Linked DNA regions of Hordeum vulgare: region 1 is linked to region 2. Evidence: chromatin contacts called from public Hi-C data. All regions are on one chromosome and are shown on one strand. Each heading gives the region's core, a stretch centred on a gene start, on an enhancer-like site or on the middle of the called end of the contact. The rest is flanking DNA. Distances are from core to core; before and after follow the strand shown.

Region 1 (3,884 bases), core at 1,122-3,621, 380 kb after region 2:
TTCAACCATTTCATAAAAAAGACTGAGCACAGCGTTAACTTTTCCAGCTTCAGAGAGTGCATCCATAAAGGTCGTGTATGTTACTGCTGTTGGCAGCAAATTACTTATCTCAATAGCCCTGAAATAGCTCTCTGCAGCTGGTAAATCCCCAAATTTGCAATAGCCATACAGAAGAGAATTACATGTGATAATGGTTGGATTCATACCAGCCACAACAATCTGATCATACAGACGGACAGCATTACCAATATCACCAATCTTCGCATAACCATCAATGACTACATTATAAAGTATTACATCACCTGGCTGATATCTGCTAGCTACATTTTCCAAATACCATCTTGCTTCAACTAGCAGTCCTTTCTTGCAAAGTCCAAGAAGAATTGATAAATGGTTCGGTGAGGTTGGCATTACCTTCTGAGAACAGCACATAACATCACAAACTTCCAGTGCCCTTTCAATTTCCCCTAGCTTGCAGTACCCGTGGATGAGGATGGAATATGCAATGACATCCATATCTAGACCAAAACTATATATCTCACCAAGTAAATTCTCAACCTCATAGACCAAACCCTTTTTGAAGAGAGCATTTAGAAGGACACTGTATGTGACAATATTCAACTGCAGCCCTTGGTCTAGGATGTCCTTTCTTATCTTCATCCCTTCTTCAACATCACCACCTTCGCAGTGGCCAGCAATAAGTATAGTATAAGTAACAAGATCAGGTTCAATCCCTTGGTATCTCATAAACTGAATTATTTTCGGAATTTCTCTTGTTAAACCAAGCAATCGGTAACCATTAATAAGGCTGTTGTAGGTGACAGTCTCAAGTTTCATTCCTTCTTTTGTCACTCTCTCAAGAAGATTCACTGCTTCATCTAGGTAACCTACCTTACACAGACCATGTATAAGTGTAGAATAGGTATACCTGTTAGGGTTTAATCCATACTTCAGCATCAGACATAAAAAGGATTTTGCAGGCTGAATAAATCCCCAATTACACAATGCAGACATCAGAGTGTTAAAGGACATTCCCAATGGTCTAAATGTTCCCCCTTCCCTTGCCTCCTGAAGGAAAGATAAAGCCTCTCCAACTTTATTTTGCTTGCAGAGGCCATCTATGAGAATGCTATGTGAATATTCGCTGTAAGGGATACCATATGCCTCCATTTCATCAAAAAGCTCCAATGCCATGTCTGTCATCCGTAGACCATACAATAAACTATCATAGGTGGAAACTGATATTTGCATATTCAGGCTGTTCATTTTACTGAGAACGTAAAGAGCATCATGAATCATCTGAGTTCTTGCATAACTATTTGCTAGAGCATCCCATACAACACCGCTGGAATCATACTCTCTGAATTCACTCCACAAGATGTCACAGAGAGTGGCTGCAGACCCAGATCCTAGAGTAGAAAGGGAAATACAATGAAATGTGAGAATTGTGAGCTTCAACTGTTCTATGTTGCTGCATATGTCAAGGCAACAGGTACTAAAAATATTATGACCAATATTACAGCTGCCAATTATATTTATTTTGAGAATTAGCTGCCAATTATATTGACATAAAGGCATATAGAAAAATATATGTGTGTGCATGACGACAGTATAAATTTATTCACGAACAGAGGAAGTTTACACACTTGTGCCTTCACTACCATTTCAGTTTTTTCTTTGGTGTACATGATAAAATGATCATGGCCCTGGAATAACGCAAACTCCATTGCCATATCAATCCAAGTTCAAAGGATGAATAAGCGTGTTGTCATACTATCCAAAGAGAAAGTGCCAATTGTAATACAAATCCGTAGGGAGCTCACCTTGTTCGCTGACCATCTGTGCCAAGCCGCCCCGCATCTCCCGCCACCTCCTCTGTCGCAGCAGTTCATAGCAGAGCTTGATCCTTGCGGCAATCGAGGCCTTTCTCTCGAACTCCGCCTTGCCCTCCCCAAATCTAGGCGACCCTCCTACCCCGCCCACAAAATGAGGCGCTAGCAGTGGATCCCTAGCAACCACGGCATCCTCCTCGGAATCCGTGGCCGCCACCACGGCTGCCGCGGAAGGACATGAGGATATGGGCCTAGGGAGAAGTGCGGGAGGAAGCGAAGGACGGCGCCAGAGCTGAGGCAGGAGGAGGCGGAGGGGAATGGGCGGTCGGAAGCGCATCCGAAGGGGCAGGGTTTCATGGCGGGGGCGCGCGCCGCGGGCTACTGTGTGGAGGGCGTCGAGCTCGGGCGTTGAGCTTCCGTGTGCCTCCCCGGGGCTGCCGCAGCGGCGCACGACATGGGAGGAGGGAAAAGGATCGCCGGCGGCGGCTGCGTGTGGTCGGGGTTTAAGCGAAAGGCTTTACCCTTTCCACTGAGGAGGAGAGAGCCAGTGGGAAGCAGGCTGAGCTTAGGGCCCGTTCGTGCTGGCTTTTCCGGACCGGAGGAAACCGACCGTTCGGTAGGGTTTTTTCTTTGGCTGGGCTATCAGCCCATACAGCACAGATGCAGGCCGTTCGGGTGGAAAAAAACTGCCCAGCTCGAGTGCGCAAAGGGCCGAGGGAGCTCCTATACGCCGCACTTTGCGGCGACTAGCGGCGGTTTCGCACAGAGCAAACTCTCTTGGGACGGCTCATTTGCTGTAGGGATGGAAAATCGCAAAAAGAAAAATGAGCGAGCAACAGGAGTCAAACACAGGACCTCAAGGTTGGAGTGCGCTTTGGTTAACGATCTCGACTGACTACCAGAGCTGAAAGGTTACATGCGTGAATGTTAACGAACATAACAACAGCTGTAAAATTTAACAACACGAATCATAATCTATTGCAGATTCAAACTTTTCTTAAAATTTAAACATGAATTTCTGAAACATGAATATTATTTGAGAACAATCAATATTTTTATGGGGAAAAGGAAAAAATAAAATAGAAGAACATTTCTTGAAATTACAAACAGTTTTGTGAAAATGCAATGAAATAGGAGAACAATTCTAAAAACACGTGAATAAATTTAGAAGCGCAAACCACTTTTTAAATCACAAACATTTTTTGAATCTTGAGAACAAAATTTTCAAAAACTCTGAACAAATTTGAAAGCACGAACATTTTTTGAATTTTGAGAAGAAATTTTAAAACCAAGAACAATTTTCAAAAAACACGAACAAATTTGAAAGCTAGAACAATTGTTTAAAGCATGAACATTTTTTAATCTTGACAAAAAAATTGAAAATGAGAACGATTTTGAAAAAATACGAACAAATTTGAAAGCGCGAACAAATTATTAAAGCACGAATTTTTTTTAGTTTTGAGAACGAATTCTGAAACCGGAACATTTTTACAAATTCCGGAACATTTTTACAAATATGGGAAGATTTATTTTGAAAAATCCAAAACATTTGGATAAATATTCCAGAACAATTTTTCAAATTTCGAAACATTTTCCTAAATTATGGAACTTTTTTTAAATTCCGAAACATTTTTTTAAATTCAGAACATTCTTTTCAAATTATGGAACATTTTCCAGTTTCTGGAACAATTCTTCAAATTCTAGAACATTTCTTCAATTTCCGAAACAATTTTGAAATTACGGAATATTTTTTTAAATTCCGAAATATTTTTTGGAAATCCAAAACATTTTTAAAACAGAAACAGAAAAAAAACAAAAAAGAAGAAAAAAAAGGTTCAAGGAATCTTCTAGAAAGTTTCCAAAACCGAAAAAACTGGGTGGAAACCTTTAGAAGTTTCCCAAAACTGGGATCGGTGAAAGTGCTAACGGGCCGGCCAAACCCCGTCGCTAGCTCGCAGCTCCTGTGCGTTTGCCCGCCTATTTTAGGGTTTTCCAAGGGCCGAGGTCGCGGTAGGATGAGCTGGGCATCGTCGGCGCAAAAAAAACTAAGAC
Region 2 (3,349 bases), core at 719-3,218:
TGATCACAGCTGCTCCTCCAGGTAGGAGTAGTAGGGGATGTTTGTTTCCAGTAACTTTTTGATGTAGAGATTAAAAAAAGTCCCAAAAAGTCTCATGTGAAACAAACAGGAGGAACTTTTAAGGACTAAAAGGGGCTATTTGGGACTATTTGGAGAAGTCCCTATTGGAGGGTCTTTTTGAGACTTTTTGATACTTTTTTCAACAATGCCCCTACTTTTAGCATGTCATTTAATAACTACTACTACATTACTAAGGGTAATATAGTTTTTTTACATGTCATTTAATGACCTCTAGTCCCTATTTAATCTCTAAAAACAAACGGGTAGGGACTAGAGACTTTTAAGTTGGGACTAAAAAAAAGTTCCGGGACTTCTGAAACAAACAGGACCATAGTATTCTTTTGCGCACCCAAGTGCCATGTCCCCCGGGACTGCAGCACCGGCAGAGGAGTGCTTGTTTCGGAGCTCAAACTCCCAAGCCCATTTGATTATTAGGGCATCTCCAATGGTTGTAAGATAGTTGTTGGTAATTTTAACACATAAGATTTTTGATGATGTGTCATTGCAATAAATGAGGAAAGAGAACAAGGTTGTATGTAAATTAACCAACACCCTTGCAGAAGCTCCAATGTAGAATGAGAGAGCACCTTATTTATTACCTCACATCTTATTGGGCAAACTAGATACAACCCATTGGAGTAGTTGTATGTTAAGGTGTTGACTGATGACATGACATATTTTACCAACAAGCTAACCAACAAACTGTTGGAGATGCCCTTAGTGACTCTACGCCCTAAACGTCAGCACATGCAAATCGAGTTTCAGGTTCAAAATTAGGAAGATGCTACTTTCTTTCAGAAATTTGTGGAACATTCTTTTTGTTGTTGCGAACCTTCAGTTAAATAATAATTAATTAATTTAAAAACATGCATCTAGACATGATATTCCCTCCTAGTACGTGTAGTTGTAGACATGCATGATGAGTAGCAGACGACATACCTCTGGGGTCATGAGGGTCTTGGGAATGACACTGCGCATGGACAGCAAGATGATAAAACAAGTGATCAGCACATTCATCCACCAGGCAAAATAGCTAGCAAAGCGAAAACAAAACGACAAAAAAAAACAAGCAAAAACATATATAGATCGAGCTGAGCTGAGTTTGCTACGTACCCAATGACGTGCCTGCCGCCGTCGTGCACGGCCTGGGACACCATCCCCATGAGCCCGATGCTTCCCCCGCCGTACACCAGGTCCACGCCCCTCGCAACCTGCGACAACAACGTGCCAACATCAGTCACCACCCAGGTAAACTCAAATAAACCGCAGAGGCCATCACAGATTAAAACATGCTTCTTGAACGCCATCGATCAAGAGGGTGGGGACAGAACAGAGCTATAGCCCTAATTTAATTTCGATTTAATGGAGCCGTGAATGCGGTAGGGCCGGCCATGTTTCACGAGCCCAGGGGAGGAAGGAATCGGGCGAATTTTGGCGAAAGCTGGGCAGCAAGCAAATGGCTCGAAAAAAATATATCATATGGTGTGACTACGTACGCACGCACGCACGCACATGAAGTGGACACGAAGTCGCGGACAGAATAACCCAAAGTAGAGATAGGCATGGTTAGTTTGGTACCAGCTCGTTGCCGAGCTCAATGGCGGCGTCATGGTAGCTCCTCTTCTTGCCCTGGCTACTGCCACAGAAGACGCAGATCCTCTTGAACCTCGACTGCCTCATCTCTCTCTCTCTCTCTCTCTGTTTGTCCTCTCACCAGCTAGCTACCTGGGTAGGTGGTGCTGAACTTCTTACTAGCAAGCAAGCAAGCACGCAGGAGTCGCGCTTGCGATGGTCGTGGTGGCGTCAGGTGCTAGCTAGCACAAACACAGTGAAGGAAGGAAGGAAGGAAGGAAGGAAGGGCTTGTTGGTTCTTGGCGGTGGATGGAGGGAGGCAGTGCGCCACCCATGGCTATATAATAGTGGGGAGGGGAGAGAGAAGATGGAAGAATGGGAAGTGAAAGGGATGGATGCTACGGAGGGGAAGCGAAATAAATGCGCGCACATGGAGAAAAATCGCTCCATCCACCCGGCGACGATGGCGAGGGCTTTTCCGTGAAATGGACAGGGATGGGTCTGTCTGTCTATTGATGCATGGGTGGGTGAGTCACCTTATCGGGTTTTGCCGCGTCAAAGCGGAACGAGGATTATCCTCGCTCGCTGGGTCGTTTATTAGGGGAAAAAGCGTGCAAGGGTTTGGGGGAGTAGGATCGTCGTATCACCGATTCACAAGCTTTGAGCTTCTTCGTTATTCACCAGAGGTTTTGTGAAGCTCCCGCCAAAAACATAATTTCATTGCCGGATCCAACGAGATTACCCCCACTCAGCTTTAAACTTTCACTAAGGTAGCATTAACACGTAGTAAGGTGTAAAAAGATGTCCTCCTCCCATCACGCGAGATAGAAACATCAAGGTCTTGGTCATGACCACTTCACCTCTCTTGGTTTGATGGTGGAAGCCTTTGAGATGAAAGATATGGATCGTGGAGAGTTCTTCAATGAGTATGTATGTATGCCATCTTGTTTTTTAAATGCAAACTTATTAGCTTGTATGGCTTGGTCGATCGTAGTCGCTTGACAACTTTACACTATGTGATGCGTGCTACGATTGAAGGTTGTCCCCCTTCGAGTGGTGGCCCGGGAAGATTTCGATCTTATTAGGATGTCGGGCGATAAAAGATCATCTAATATTGACAACCTAGGATGTTAATGTTGAACACTTGCATAGCAGCCCTTTCCCTCCACCAGATTGCCTGGTAGGGTCGAGATTCATGTATACCAAACAAACAAGCTATCCCCATTCATAGTGAGCTGAGTAGGGCTTCGGTGTCAGTGGAATGGGATCCGCGGCTTCCTTTGTGCTTCCTTCGGGTAATGGCCAGGATTGGGTGAGACCATACCACCTGCATTGCCCCATACCCGAGTGTTCCACAAACTCCCACTTTGAATCCTTCCTAGTTAGGCAACCAGGACTCATGGATGTGGTGCGATGTTGGTTGTCGGAGGTTATGACTTGCGCTCCCCTCCCTCAACTGTGTTTCCAACGGGGATGTTTCGCCAAACTACTCGAACACTACTACAAAACCGAATAGCATAGACCGACCAGATTACATCATCACCGACACACTTTTGTCTAGACAGGCTCACGACTAGTCATGATTGTTCATTACAAATGAGCTTCTTGGATGGTGAGTGATGTGTTATACAATTAAACGGCTCCGCGATATGTGATAACTATCAACAAGGCATAACAAAAGGGGTTATCAGTGATCCTCCGTTGCGCGGAGGCGGGT

Evidence for each region. A called contact is a pair of places that touch in the nucleus more often than the background predicts.
Region 1: a contact with region 2 is called in a Hi-C map of leaf, with 4 times the contacts expected there. The contact joins the promoter of LOC123431222 here to the promoter of LOC123431210 in region 2. A contact is called at or near these places in 4 of 6 Hi-C or Micro-C datasets (leaf, seedling and an unstated tissue) and 1 of 1 datasets of contacts at active chromatin or transcription factors (embryo).

Annotation. Positions count from the first base shown.
Region 1 is chr1H:282,625,195-282,629,078 of MorexV3_pseudomolecules_assembly, forward strand. LOC123431222 (putative pentatricopeptide repeat-containing protein At1g13630) reads right to left here and starts at 2,372. Exons shown (of 5, transcript XR_006623067.1): 1 at 1,824-2,372; 2 at 1-1,409.
Region 2 is chr1H:282,248,040-282,251,388 of MorexV3_pseudomolecules_assembly, forward strand. LOC123431210 (probable cytokinin riboside 5'-monophosphate phosphoribohydrolase LOGL10) reads right to left here and starts at 1,969. Exons shown (of 7, transcript XM_045115040.1): 1 at 1,639-1,969; 2 at 1,174-1,271; 3 at 1,000-1,030. The coding sequence starts at 1,740.